Regions from separate parts of the Mus musculus genome. Here all the other regions are linked to region 2. The links are chromatin contacts, called in public HiChIP or PLAC-seq and promoter capture Hi-C maps. All regions are on one chromosome and are shown on one strand. The core of a region is the stretch at or near the end of the contact, and the rest is flanking DNA. Distances in the headings are between cores, read along the strand shown. Region 1 has its middle 76 kb from the start of Gm41329. Region 2 has its middle 11 kb from the start of Gm41329. Region 3 overlaps Fer1l6 (fer-1-like 6 (C. elegans)).

Region 1 (4,820 bases), core at 2,104-4,603, 65 kb before region 2:
CTTGCAAGTGAGCCTTGTCCTCTGCTCTTCTCTTCCAAATCCAAAGTACAGAAGGTTAGGCCAGTGATCTGGGCCTGACTCAGGTCTGGGAAAACTGAACTACCAACTTGGAGAGGGGACATGGACATAGTCATAGTTGCTAGAGGTTCATCCCCATCCAATTCCCCAAGAGAATTTGCTGTAGCTCCAGGAAACTCAACAGGGAAGCACTCAGCTCTTGCGAAACTGGACACACGTTTTTCCAGGAAGGCAAAACTAGAAAGCACATGACTCACACATAGACAGCCACAGGGACAACCAGACCCAGTCGCCATGAAGCTTAAGGAATAAGACAGGTCATGGTGACATGGTGACCTAGTAACACACGGAGGTCAAACAGATATCGAGCCCAGAGATAACAATTTAAAATGAGGAAGCTGGTCCTTGGTCAGTTTGGCTGGAACCACCACAACGTTGCCATGAGTGTGTCTCCAGTGTCACACTGTCCTAACACAGACCAACTGCACACAGAATGAAAGAACAGAATAACCACAGTAAGCCGGGCGTGGTGGCACACGCCTTTAATCCCAGCACTTGGGAGGCAGAGGCAGGTGGATTTCTGAGTTCGAGGCCAGCCTGGTCTACAGAGTGAGTTCCAGGACAGCCAGGGCTACACAGAGAAACCCTGTCTCGAAAAAACAAACAAACAAACAAACAAACAAACAAACAAGAATAACCACAGTGATGCCACAAAGGTAGAGGCCGAGCCATCGTCCTGTAGGTTGTGATGCCTTAGGATGTGTGAGTTTGCCTGCACAGTCTTACTACTTTGAAACATTATTTTGTACCGTCTCGAGGTGGTCTAATTCAGATGTCAACTGGATAAGGAAGCAGCAAGGTGTGCTCATCTGTAATGGGGCTCCTCTGGCCTGGCCCACACCACTGTACCTGCCTTTTCTTATGCTAAAATTATTTCCATGTCTACCACACTGAAACCAGAGCAAGATTCATGAGGCAGAACGGCTGAGCTGCTACTGAGATCATATCCATGATGGAGAGTGGCAAAAACACGTGCTGGCCATCATTGGGAAGAGAGGCCCCTTGGTCTTACAAACTTTATATGCCCCAGTACAGGGGAACACCAGGGCCAAGAAGTGCGAGTGAGTGGGTAGGGGAGCAGGGAGGGGGGGTATAGGGGACTTTCGGGATAGCATTTGAAATGTAAATGAAGAAAATATCTAATAAAAATGAAAAAAGTGAACATTTCTTCTTAGAATAAAATCACATAAATGTGTTTACTTCAGGAAATGGGGTAGGTGCCCTTGGGGGAGTGAAATTACACTAATTTTAGCTCCATTTGCATTTTTAGTACAATAACATTTTCAGCTTGGAGTGTGGAGGAAAGGGAAGCTGTCTGGATTCCATGTCTTAAAAGGGGGCACAGTAGAGCCGAGTCTCCTGCTGTTCATGTCTGAGGCATTCCTGGGAGCTCAGAGAAACCTGTCATGCCCATCTTTCCATTTCTTCCTCATCTGTGGATAAGCCCTACAACCCAAAAGTTTGACTGCCTCTCAAATTTGCTCCACCGTCTGAAGAGCAAATGTTCAAACACATTAGCCCCTGGGAGAGTTTTACATCTAATTCATAACACTTCAAAGGTGATCAATGTGCTAATTGCCTTGCTTTGAGCATCACAGTGCATATGTATATTCAAAAATCATGCCGCATCCCATAAATATATATGCCTATTATTTGTCAATCTAACGTACAATGAAGTCTAAACCAAGGCAAAACTGAGACCCAGAACTTGACTTAGCTCCAGGTCGTCTCCCTCTGAGTTCAGGTGTGTTCGGTGAAGGGACTCTGGATGCTGGGCTTCCTGCCTTCGTGTCTTCACTGTGCACTTTCTTCTGCTCTGAAGCTTCTGCGATAGGTCAGCTGGACCCGAGTCACAGCAGAAGAGTTGGGTGGAGGTAAAGGAAGATCAGGGCTTGCTTAGCCATTGCCTGCATTCCCTGGACCTGGTCTGTGAGTGGGGCTGCACCCAGACACTATTGCCTACGCCAGCAAGATTTTGCTGAAAGGACACTGATATAGCTGTCTCGTGTGAGGCTATGCCAGTGCCTGGCAAATACAGAAGTGGATGCTCACAGTCAGCTATCAGATGGAACACAGGGCCCCCAATGGAGGAGCTAAAGAAAGTACCCCAAGGAGATGAAGGAGTCTGAAACCCTATAGGTGGAACAACAATATGAACTAACCAGTAACCCCCAGAGCTTGTGTCTCTAGCTGCATATGTAAGCAGAAGATGGCCTAGATGGTCATCATTGGGAAGAGAGGCCCCTTGGTCTTGCAAACTTTATATGCCCCAGTACAGGGGAATGCCAGGGTCAAGAAGTGGGAGTGGGTGGGTAGGGGAGCAGGGCGGTGAGAGGGTATAGGGAACTTTCGGGATAGCATTTGAAATGTAAACAAAGAAAATATCTAATAAAAAAAAAAAAACAAAGAAGACATTCTAAGCATGGTGGGACTCCCTCACCACCCTCCTTACTGGGAAAGAGGCCAGAAGGGACCGTACCCATTCTCTGTAATTAGTTTTGCCTCGACCATCCGAATTTGAAACCAGGTAAGGAAATCAATACACAGGGAAAGCTCTTCTTCATTATGGTCATGATCTATACCTGTGCAGGTCCCTTCTAATAGTCTTATAGTCCACCCAGCTGTGCCTTAGAAACACCTGGTCACAAAAGAACCTCCCCCTGAAACCAGCCACAGAAGACAGAAAAGATCTATTTCAAGTGTGTGGCATCCAGCAGGTGCTCAACAAATTACTGCCATAGAACACTATCACACACACACCCCTTCTTCCACCTGGCAGGGGAAGTCCCAGCACACCCTGTTCAAAAAGACATCAGAATCCTTTCCTACAGCGGCTCTGAGGTCAACCCATCTACATTTTCCTAAACCAAATACTAGTCAATTATTCAACATTTTTTAGCGATGCCCACAAGTAAAACCACATGTTCTAGGACTACATACTTTTCAAAAATATCCCAGGGTTGGTACATCCAACGGCTTTGGTGATGTTCCAATGTTAAAATTAAAACAAGAGATTCCATTGCGGGCTTGTAAGCTTCCTTTACTTTCCCCAAAGTGAACACAGTTGTTCTGCAGATCTGTGTGAAAAGTCTAAAAACACAAATCGAAAGTTAGATTGGAAAATCCCCACTGAAAATCAGTTCATACTAGTTCTTTGGTAAAAATACAGAGTTAGCTGGCTAATTCTGCTCTGCCACCCCTTGACTTGGCAAAGAGTGATTTAGACTATTTCCTGTCAACCCACCAAATCGAAAAGCATGTGTCTTCCAGGAAAGCCGAGACAACTAATTACCCAGACTGTGTCTGCATCTATGCCTGTTCGTGTGGTGCGCGTGTGTCCTACCCCTCTGTGACGTTGTGGGCGGTGAGGTTTCCCTGCACAAAGAGCTGAATGTTTTGTTTTGTTCCTGGAACAAAACAAGTCATGGAACCATGACTGCTGTCAATCCCATTGTAATTTGGCTGACTCCCATGGAAAACAACACCTCTCTACACGGGAGGTAGCTTTGGGACTTCAGGGAGCCCTGCAGAGCTGATGACTTCTGCATACCCACCCTTAAGAGCTCCTTTGTGTTATTTGTCTAAAATGCCCACAATATTGTTAGTTCTAGCCTTCCATCCCCTCGTTGAACTCCAGGAGCCCCTCCTGCATCTCCTTTTGACACCCAGAGACTCTCTACCCTCTGTTGATCTCGTGTCCTGCCCAAGGGTTCAGATTGCCAGCATTACATGAGTTCACCCAGGGGACTCCTGTGGAGGAGTTCTGTCTTGACTCTAACTGTAAGTCCAGGAGAAGAAAGGAGACTGCTAAGGGATTGCCACACACAGAGGACTTCACTAAAGCACCACAGAGCCTTTGTGCTCTGAGAGATGAGTGCCAACTCAATGAGATCCGAGCTCCATCATTACATGCCTCCAGGGCCACCCAGGAAAATGTGATCACATGACCACAACCTCCTTCCTGCTGCTGTCACTGAACTGTCACAATGGACAGTGAGGGTTCCCACACACCATTTGCTGGCCACATCAGGTGTCCAGGTGTGGTGAGACAAGGAGAGGCACTTCTCAGCTTCTCCACCTGTGGCCAGTACACCCTGAAGCTTCACAGCCCTGGAACTTGGCATTGTTTTTTCTGGAGGAGAGGTGATCAACTCCACCTCACTCTCCAAACCAGAAGTTCCCAGGGAGAGCTTTCAACTTTGGGGTCTAGATCAGTGGCCGGCTGATATTGCTGGACCCTCGTCTGGTTCTCAGACAGCACTTTCATGGCTAGAACCCAGCTGTAAGAGGAAAATGTGATACAGAGATGGAAAGAAAGTAGAGGCAGGTACCCAGACGGGAAGCTGGAGGAGTTGAAAGGGGACCACCCCGGGATGAGAGGGACTTTCGGAAGGGAGGTATATTTTAGAGGATTTAAAGACTTCTGCCCACTGCCTGGTTCAATCCTATCACTCCTCTGGCCTCCTCTTCAAGGGGCTTCAGAAAGTCTAACAGATTCCACCAAGAGTTCTGATATGGTGTCCTACTGTGTTTGCCACTACTATAATCAAGTAGCACACTTATCAGTTTATAAAGGATAGGTGTTTATTTGGCTCATGGTTCTGAAGAATGGGGAATTCAAGATCAGATACTAGGAAGGACTCTTTGTGGGATGCAAGGTGGCAGAGGGCATCACATGCCAAGACAGAATGGCCTGGTTTAAGTCTCTTCTTCTTCTTCTTCTTCTTTTTTTTTTTTTTTTT
Region 2 (4,685 bases), core at 2,103-4,602:
TCTGTGCCTAGTTTTCTGCCTCTTGAGAAGCTGAGTTCACAATCTTGCCAACCTCACGGGATCTTTGTTTAAATTAAGGACAAGGCACCCTAGGGGGCATAAATGTGATAAAACAGGAGCTGTTTCTTTCCTTCTGCTCTTTTGTATGTTTGTTTTTCTGCTTGATCCATTGCTCTGGGCATGACTCATCGGGCTGGTGAGCTGAAACATCTGCCAGATTGTCAACAGAAATGTAACAGTTTAAAGGCGAGGCTGGCGAGGCTGGCACAGACGCTGATGCTTCTGACTCCACACGCAGCCCTCCAGCGAAGGTAGATACTTCAGTGAATGTCAGATCAATTGAGAAGAGACTGGGATCCGTGCACTGGGTTTAACAGGCTGCGGCCTCCCTCCTCCTCCTGGCTAGTTTGGAGACCTAAGCTGATTGGCAGAGGATGGCTTATGAAGATTTGCTCCCTACAGGGCTTTTGCCCCTCTATAGGTCTAACTCTGCAGTTGCCACCTCGCTTGCCTGCCTCTGTCAACTCCAGTGCAACTGTGTGGGTGTCTGCAAACAGGGTTGCACTCAATTTTGCTCTCCTCATCCTTAGAGCTAGAAGGTGCCCACAGCTGAGCTAGTACTCAATGGTGCAGTTGATCCAATTTAAACTTATCCCCAGCGAGACTCAGACTATGGCTATTTTATTTGGCTTTGACAGTAATAACCTTCAGTTACTGACTGTTTGCCTGTACTCCAGCCTCAGTCTCCCTGCATCTTACCTATGCGTGGCTTACAGTGCAGCCAGATGTCACCCTACGGATGGTCCCTTCTCTCATCTTCTATTCTCTCCTCCTCGTCCTCTTCCTCTTTTCCTCCTTGAAGGGACTCTAGCAGGCCCAAACATGGCAAACATGGCTCTGCAGGTCTTGCCCTTCTCCCCATTCCCTCTGCCTTACTAAGAACTCTTAGATGGCAGTCCTAAAGCTAGCCACCAAGGTCTAGTCCCTTATTTGGCCACTTCCTCCTCCTGAGGCTTAATACCAAGGTCCAGCTATCAAAGTATTGAAGTCCAGCAATCAGAAGCTCCCTCTGGCTCACCTAATAACAAACATCCCCGATCAAAATTAAACACCTCATCCCAACTCGGACTTTCTCGCTTCCCCTTTATAAACTGCATTTGCCTACCGGCCACTTCTCTCTCCTCTCTATTCAGAGGCTGTCCTTTGTCCCCCCAGGACAAATATCCCTGCCCTCTCTCCTTCTTCCTTGTCTTCTACCTCCGGTCCTTGTGTCTTATTCCCTGACCTTTGTCCCTGTGGGGCAAATAAATCTTTGTGCTTAGAACTTGGTCTTGAGGGTCCTGAGCTGATACTGATCCTTACACAATCTTCCTCTCCTTCCTCCTCCTCCTCCCCTTCCTCCTCCTCCCCTTCCTCCTCCCCCTCTTCCCTGAGACAGTCTCGTGTACCCTAGCCTCACATCCAACTTGCTTTGCAGCTGATGATGGTCTTGAACCTCTGATCCTCCTGTCTCCATCTCCCACGTCCCAGGATTACAGGCATGTGACACTATGCTCAACCTATGCCACGCTGGGAATCAAACCCAGCGCTTCATGCACGCTACACAAGCACTCTACCAATGGAGTCTCATCCTCCACTCCTCCTCCAGTATCATTTCTACAATGCCAGCATTCCAGGATACACAATCTCTGATGGTCAGTCGGGGAGGGGTGAGTTAGTTCTTTTTCCTCTGGCTTGGATTAAGAAGTAGGGTGGGAGAGCTGGGCGTGGTGGCACACGCCTTTAATCCTAGCACTCGGGAGGCAGAGGCAGGCGAATTTCTGAGTTCGAGGCCAGCCTGGTCTACAGAGTGAGTTCCAGGACAGCCAAGACTACACAGAGAAACCCTGTCTCCAAAAAAAAAATAAAATAAAAGGGAAGAAGAAGAAGAAGAAGAAGAAGAAGAAGAAGAAGAAGGAGAAGGAGAGGGAGGGGGAGGGGGAGGGGGAGGGGGAGGGGGAGGGGGAGGGGGAGGGGGAGGGGGAGGGGGAGGAGGAGGGGGAGGGGGAGGGGGAGGGGGAGGGGGAGGAGGAGGAGGAGGGTGGGTCATCAAGAAATCATATGAACCCATCTTACTTATAAACTGGCCTTTACATGAGTCCCCAAAGGTAAAGGCCAGTGCCTTTCCATGGTAGAGAAGGAGCTGCCTCTGCAAGCAGCCATCTTGGATCCTGGACATTTCAGCCATATTTGCTAAGTCCCTGGGGTAGGGACTAGCAGGGTAGGCATCTCACTCCTAGTCTGAGTTTTCTATGACTCATGGGCTCTCAGAAAGTGGGGGAAGGGGTCATTCTATTACCCTTCTTGTACATGCACACAGTCACCATGGGCACAGCTCAGCTGGCACCCTGAGCTACAGGATAGATGGGCCCCAGCTTCCTCTTTTCTGAGAAGATTTTGAATCACAATAAAACTCTGTGATTCAGATGTCACAGTGGATGGAAAGGTCACAGTCGTCTTATGCTACCTTAGGGGCATTTATGCTTGAACACCCATCTTAGTTGTCATGGCTTGCTAACAAATAATAGGCCATAGAACTGGGGGTTTTACTAAAAGAGGCGCATCAGTTCAGCCTCCCTGACATAGACTGGACTTCCAGGGTACACTGGCTTATCACGTAAGGCTGAAGCCCAAGGAGACATGGGCTTCAGGAAGCCATTTGATTGACCAAACTGGACTTGGGAGACCAGAATTTCCTTTTGGGTCTCAAATTAACATGCACATTAGAAAGTCCTAGGACCTTGTTGAAACATTGTGCCAGGCTCCCTGTCTGGATATTGAAGGCAGGGTGGAAAGGAAGTCCTTAGAGACAACATTCAATGAGGCTGTTAGGATTCCTACCCACTAACATCTCTGGCACATAGACAGACAGACAGACAGACAGACAGACAGACAGACAGACACACACACACACACACACACACACACACACACACCTACTAAAACCTCCATTCACTGAGCAGGTATACTCTTCAGATATGCTCCTTGGAGATGTCATGTGGCTTTTGCTTTTCAGAGAGTCAATTCCACTTAGAAGCAACAGTTCTCATCCTGTGGGTCTCGAGGAGCTGCAGAATAGATATAATTTATAACAGGAGCAAAATTACAGTTATGAAGTAGCCACAAAATTATTTTATCATTGGGGTCACCACAACATGAGGAAGTATATTAAAGGGTCACAGCATTAGGAAAGTTAAGAACCACTGCACTAAAGCACGTTTTCACTTTACCACAAATGAGGCCTCCTGTGACCTCAGAAAGCCTTTTCTCTCTTGTTTAGTGTCCTAGCAACCTAAACATTAAGGGGCATGGGTGCACACTCATGCACCATGTGGCTCCAAGAGGCTGGTGGGAGGTGTTGAAAAGGGTGTCTATGGCTTAGAAGAGTGTCAGGTGCTGCACACACACACACACACACACACACACACACACACACAATGTTTGTGATCCCATTCACAGCCATCCACAAAACCACAGCAAATGACAGCCTTGTCCCCAGCACAGTGAAAACCACAAGAAACCAGTTAAAAGTGTGGCCTAGCTGCTGGCAGAAACACCAGCCCAGCCAATGCTTTAAACGTTAAGGTTCGAGAAATAATGTCATTTTTAAAAGCCAACAGTGTCAAGTGATTGCCATTTGCCTGGTCACGAGAGATGGATCAAACTGGCAACAACTGTGACCCAGTGAGGTTTCCAACCCATGACGGTGACGCTTGATGTTTGGAGAAGAAATGAGAATGTAAGGTTTGGAGTCTGCCAGGAGTTCAAGGCCCAACCTGGCTACTTACTAGCCGAGTGACCTTGGACCTATCTTCCTACATCCAAACCATCACCAGGGCTGGTGAGATAGCACCGGAAGGGGCATTTGCACAGACCTGACAACCTGAGCTCAATTCCTGGGTCCCACAAAGTGGCAAAAAAGAACCAACTCCTGAGAATTACCCTCTGACCTCCAGCTATGCGCCATGGCACACGGACTCACATATTCACATTCTATCAGTTCTGTTCCTGCAGAGACCCCTGACTAGCACAACCCACCTGCCTGCATCATAGATTTCATTTCCATCCATCCTCCAAGAACTCACTGGCCACAGAGACTATCATTCCTCACTCAGCTACATCAGGTTTCCTTCCATCTTAAGACTTTTTACTTACTGTTCCCATTACCTGGATGTCTTAGTCAGGGTTTCTATTCCTGCACAAAACATCATGACCAAGAAGCAAGTTGGGGAGGAAAGGGTTTATTCGGCTTACACTTCCACGTTGCTGTTCATCACCAAAGGAAGTCAGGACTGGAACTCAAGCAGGTCAGGAAGCAGGAGCTGATACACAGGCCATGGAGGGATGTTACTTACTGTCTTGCTTCCTCTAGCTTGTTCAGTTTGCTGTCTTATAGAACCCAGGACTACCAGCCCATGGATAGCACCACCTACAATGGGCCCTCCTGCCATGATCACTAATTTAGAAAGTGCCTTACAGCTGGATCTCATAGAAGCGTTTCCTCAAGAGAGGCTCCTTTCTCTGTGATAACTCTAGCTTGTGTCAAGTTGACACACAAAACCGGCCAGTACACTGGACCACCACCCAGGTCTCTGCATGGCCAGCAAATCCTTGCCATTCAACATCGAAGCTGACAACTTTAGATT
Region 3 (4,820 bases), core at 1,009-3,508, 110 kb before region 2:
CCAGGGCCAAGAAGTGGGAGTGGGTGGGTAGGGGAGTGGTGGGGGGAAGGGTATGGGGGACTTTTGGGATAGCATTGGAAATGTAAATGAAGAAAATACCTAATTAAAATAAAATAAAATAAAAAGAATGAGGGAAAGATTGAGTAGGTGCACAGACAAAACTTCCACCACTTGATGATGCGATCTGATGGAGCTCTGCCACTCTGCACCATTATAGTACTGAGTATGACCATAGTCTTTGGCAGTTTTTCACAGCTCTCAAACAACGGACTCCGGAAACGCTGATCTTAGGTGACTAAAACAGCTCACCGACTCTGGCTCGTTCACCTCTGCCTCATCATGGCATCTGCCCACTTTGATTGGTTCCTTCATGGTTACTGAGAATCTGTCTTATGTCAGGTGCTCTGCTAGTCAGTGCTTTTTAGGGATGTATGACTACGGAGAGAAAAGTGAATGGGGAATTATGACACTGTGGCAAGAAGTCCCATGAAGACAGGGGAAGGGCGAGTCTGAGCTCCACAAGTCTAGCGCCAGGAGAGCTATCTGGAGTCGATTCTCTGGGATGATTAGACTTCTCTTTCTGCTCCTTTTCCCCAGCTCACAGCACTCTTCCAACATGACTTGATCTTGGCTCCTGTCATCTTCTTCTGCCAACTTCTTGTATGCCTTACCCACTGGAAATGATTCTACTCTCAAGACCTGTCACACAGTGACTGTGTGATAAATGTCAGAAGAATTGGTTAAGAAATGAATGGATGAACAAAGGAGCCATCTTGGCTTTGAACCCTCTGAGCCTCCAAACACTTTCACTATCTCAGTTTTTGCTCATTTAATGATCCTCTCTCAAGCAAAGAATGACAGTAGCAGTCTAATGGTATTATTACTGACATATGACCTGATGTAAGCCTAATAGTTTCCAGGGCAACCAAGAATCCAACCTTGATACCAGGGTTTTGCAAACTCTTTGACAGCTCCAGTTAAAATTCAGACACCATCAATTTCAGCACAGTTTGATGAGAAGGGCCAGAGCCACCATGTCTTCTGTCATTGTTACCAGGGACAGTGAAGCCATTATCAAGTCTGTCCTGTTTGGCTAATATGCTGATAGCAAAGTCCAGTGATGGATGTTGGGTGCTTCCTTCCAATGAAACCCCAGAATAGCCATTACAACCTAGGATCCAAATACTGAAGCTAAGAAAGGCACCACCATGCTTGACAGATGAAGGGCACATAGATTTCTCCCCTGTTCAGCCCCAAGGGGGACCTTTTAGAGCCTGCTCTATCAACTATAATAATTGCTGCTATAAACTGCCTTTTTCTCACTGGGGAGGGTTAATTATGGCCATACTAGTCTTAGGATACCCTTGAGTGCTTCAGGAAAGCTTGATTCATGATCCTTCATTTATATTCTCAGGATTTTGGTTCCCTTGTCCACAAAATAGAGGTATTGGATATAGATTTCTGACATGTTTTGTAGTTCAAAGAATTAGCCACTAAATATATATTTTCTGATGGCCAAGTGCAAGCTCCAGTGGGGTGGAAATAAGAATGATTCTGTCCTCAAGGGGCTCAGCCATGGGGAGACAGCATTTCATCCCTGAAATTCTGTTTCCATCAGCGAGGTTTTCTTTTTGAAAACTCCAGCTGGTGTTCCTCAACAAAGCAGTGACAGAAAGTATTATCACTGTGTATGAGCTGAAAACCTGGAAGAGGCATGTGTGTTTTATGTGACCAACTGCCCCACCATGTTATTTAAAAAAATGTCATACATGGAGGGTGGAAGAGATTAAGTAAGATCCACAATATTTAACAGACACAGAATTCAGGTCTGAAATCAGACTGGAAATCAGACCAACAACTCTAAAATATGACGTGAAAGGGCGAATCATTGTCTATTGAAAATTGATAAATAAATCAGAAGTCAATGCTTGTACTTGGATAATAAACTACACAGATCCCTGTCAGCGCTAACTGAATTCAGTCGATCCAGTCAGCGTGTGGACCACGAAGTGCTAACCAAAAGGAAGCTGGTGATGTCCCATGCTGCCAGACCTTGCTAATTCCCAGCCCTCTTCTTGAATTCAGGTCATTTGAGATCCAGGCCACTTTCCCAAAGGAGTCCCTGCTCTCTGTCCTGATTTATGACCATGACATGATCGGGTCAGATGACCTCATTGGAGAGACCAAGATCGACCTGGAGAACCGTTTCTACAGCAAACACAGAGCCATCTGCGGCTTGCAGAGCCAGTATGAGATGTAAGTTGTCTCCTGTGGAGACACTGTTGGTGTCTCAGGAACGCAGCCTTGTGGAGCTCTGGACTGCGCATGCGTTCATGCTCTTGAGGGCCAATGAGGCTGGGGAAGCAACTTTGGTTTAAAACTCAGGGCCGGTTCTTCAAGAACTAAGAGTCAGGCTGTGGTGTGCTTGTGCATTCACTTGTGTCTGGTGGTCAGGATTCCCGGGATGGGGCGCGAGGGGCGGCTGGTGCTAGATGAGGAATGGTTATTACAGTGCAAACATCGCGAAAGCATCGCGAACATCGTCAGTGTCCTGGACTTGTGTAAACAACAGCTGTATGTGCTTAGGACCTGCTGTTTAAGAGCTTTGCATGCAATATCTTATCAGTCCCTCTAGAACTAGCTTTATTTCATTCGTGAAGGGAGAATGGATTGTCAATCTCATTCTTCACAAAGATTTGCAAATCAACTTTATTTTAAAAGGTAGGTTATATCAGCTTCGTTTTCTTTTGAAGGGTGCTGTATCTGATTATACTTTTTAACACAATCTTACAAATTACAACCAGGGAATTATCGACATTCATTGGCGTTCCATTGTGTAATTCAAAAATGATTTTTTTCCTAAATGGAAAATAATTTACAGAATGTATTGCTATAAGTCAAATAATTTGCCCAATTCGCTATTTACATAAATTACTGATAAAAATTAGATATTTATGTACATTCTTGCTTTTAGTTTTCCTCTTAGTGTTTTTTTCTATACTATTTTCTTCTGAACTTGGATTACATGCTTTGAAATTTATTTATTGTTTATTTATTTATTGTTTATTTATTTATTGTTCTTACTTTGTAGCTGAAGTATTTTATAGCTGTCATTTAATATTGCTTGCAGTCTTTAATGTACTGGGCCTACACAGTATTCAATCATATGAACATGCTATAAAGTGGTAGAGTCAATTGCCTTCCTGATGTGATCATGCAGTTCCTATTGTGGGAGGCCAGGAAGCAGGGAGTGGGTGGGAACCAGGGCCTGCCCCTGTGCCCAGTGATTGCCTTCCTCCAAAACAGCTATTTCTTAGAGGATGAAAGAATTGGGGAGACCCAGGAAAGTCACTAATTAGAAAAACAGGAGTCTATAAGATAAATTGTGTGTGTGTGTGTGTGTGTGTGTGTGTGTGTGTGTGTGTGTGTGTGTGTGGCTGGGGGTCTGGCGGAGAAGGGAGGAGAGAGATTGAGGTGGTAAGTCAGAGCTTTCCTCTTAAGCAGCACACAAAGGACCAAACACTGGCTAAACTTGCTCAGACCCCCTAGCAACAGAAAGACAGACTGGAGCTTGCTAATGGTGCTAGGGAGCAGGAACAGAGAGCAAGTGCAGTTTGGATACAGGGTCTCCTTTCAGGGTGATGGCAACTTTTTATAACTAAGCAGAATGACTGCATGTTATTAGGACCATGAACAATACCACAGAACCAGACAACTTCAAAATGATAAATTTTGTTATATGAATTTCACTTCAATGTTGTTTGTTTGTTTTGTTGGGTTTTGTTTTTTGTTTTTTGTTTTGGTTTTTCAAGACAGGGTTTCTCTGTATAGCCCTGGCTGTCTTGGCACTCACTCTGTAGACCAGGCTGGCCTCGAACTCAGAAATCTGCCTACCTCTGCCTCCTAAGTGCTGGGATTAAAGGTGTGCGCCACCACTGCCCAGCTCAATGTTTTTGTTTTGTTTTGTCTTTTTAAAGAAGAGTGTATTGGTTTAAAAAAATCAAAATTCCTGCAAACTATCTTTATGTCAAGCTGGCTGCAAGCCCTGTCTTTTATGCAAGCTGTGCTTATGCAAGGGTGCTCGACTAGAGAGAGAAGAAAATGAAACAAAGCCAAACACACTAGCCCAGGTGTATAACTGGGGGAAATTGCACAAGCCACATTTGATAGGAGCTTTTACTGGGGACCTCGAAGAGTGCTCCCCTAGAGTGCAACCAGGCTCACTCCATCTGTCTTTCCTCCTCTTCTCAGAGAAGGGTACAATGCCTGGAGGGACACGTCCAAACCCACAGAAATCCTAACCAAGCTGTGTAAAGACAACAAACTGGATGGACCGTACTTTCGCCCCGGGAAGATACAGATTGGAAAGAAGGTCTTTTCTGGGAAAACAGTCTTCAATGAAGAAGACTCTGGTAACTCCCAGCACACGGCTCTGCTGATGTAGCTGGTTTGTTTTTTTAAAGGCTGGTTCCACTGGCTGAGGCTTGGGGATAGTGGGTCATCTAATTACAAAAGGGAAAGACAGAAAATCCAGTAGGCTAATAACAAGAACTCACAGTCACAAGGCTCAGGGAACGACACTGCATCCTGGTCTACGTCCTCCCCGTCTCTGTGTGTGTTGTTAAGGACTTGAAAAAGTGCCAAGCAAGCAGGAGCTTTCAGTGAATGTCACATGGCATTAAACAGTAGGTGCAACCCACCATCCTGCAAGCCCCGTAACAAACTATCTTACTGTGGCACCGAGAGAGGAATACTTTTCCATGAGTATCACAGGACACACCCTGCAGATCCCAAAGAAGTTTCCATAACTTTGAGAGGAG

What was found. HiChIP or PLAC-seq counts read pairs in DNA pulled down with a chosen protein or histone mark. Capture Hi-C pulls out chosen DNA fragments and counts their contacts.
Region 1: a contact with region 2 is called in a BATF HiChIP or PLAC-seq map of CD8 T cells, with 9 read pairs. The contact joins two enhancer-like sites. A contact is called at or near these places in 1 of 15 datasets of contacts at CTCF or cohesin (CD8 T cells), 11 of 484 Hi-C or Micro-C datasets (CD4 T cells, the G1E-ER4 cell line, Sertoli cells and 7 more) and 5 of 115 datasets of contacts at active chromatin or transcription factors (CD8 T cells, Th17 cells, embryonic stem cells and 2 more).
Region 3: a contact with region 2 is called in a promoter capture Hi-C map of pancreatic islet. The contact joins two enhancer-like sites. A contact is called at or near these places in 2 of 484 Hi-C or Micro-C datasets (the HL-1 cell line and Kupffer cells) and 3 of 9 other capture datasets (adipose tissue, liver and pancreatic islet).

What each region holds. Positions count from the first base shown.
Region 1 is chr15:58,681,823-58,686,642 of GRCm38.p6, forward strand. No RefSeq gene overlaps it. Among named protein-coding and RNA genes, the nearest start is that of Gm41329, 76 kb to the right of the region's middle. Within about 2 kb of position 3,354, at least 48 of the 459 cell types and tissues checked have an H3K27ac peak or open chromatin away from gene starts, as enhancers often do. A contact at or near this core is called in CD8 T cells, Th17 cells and memory CD8 T cells, where this site is marked.
Region 2 is chr15:58,746,894-58,751,578 of GRCm38.p6, forward strand. No RefSeq gene overlaps it. Among named protein-coding and RNA genes, the nearest start is that of Gm41329, 11 kb to the right of the region's middle. Within about 2 kb of position 3,353, at least 79 of the 459 cell types and tissues checked have an H3K27ac peak or open chromatin away from gene starts, as enhancers often do. A contact at or near this core is called in CD8 T cells, Th17 cells, memory CD8 T cells and 1 more, where this site is marked.
Region 3 is chr15:58,635,838-58,640,657 of GRCm38.p6, forward strand. Fer1l6 (fer-1-like 6 (C. elegans)) reads left to right here. Exons shown (of 41, transcript NM_001370912.1): 33 at 2,086-2,256; 34 at 4,252-4,412. Among named protein-coding and RNA genes, the nearest start is that of Gm36451, 41 kb to the left of the region's middle. Within about 2 kb of position 2,259, at least 8 of the 459 cell types and tissues checked have an H3K27ac peak or open chromatin away from gene starts, as enhancers often do. A contact at or near this core is called in pancreatic islet, where this site is marked.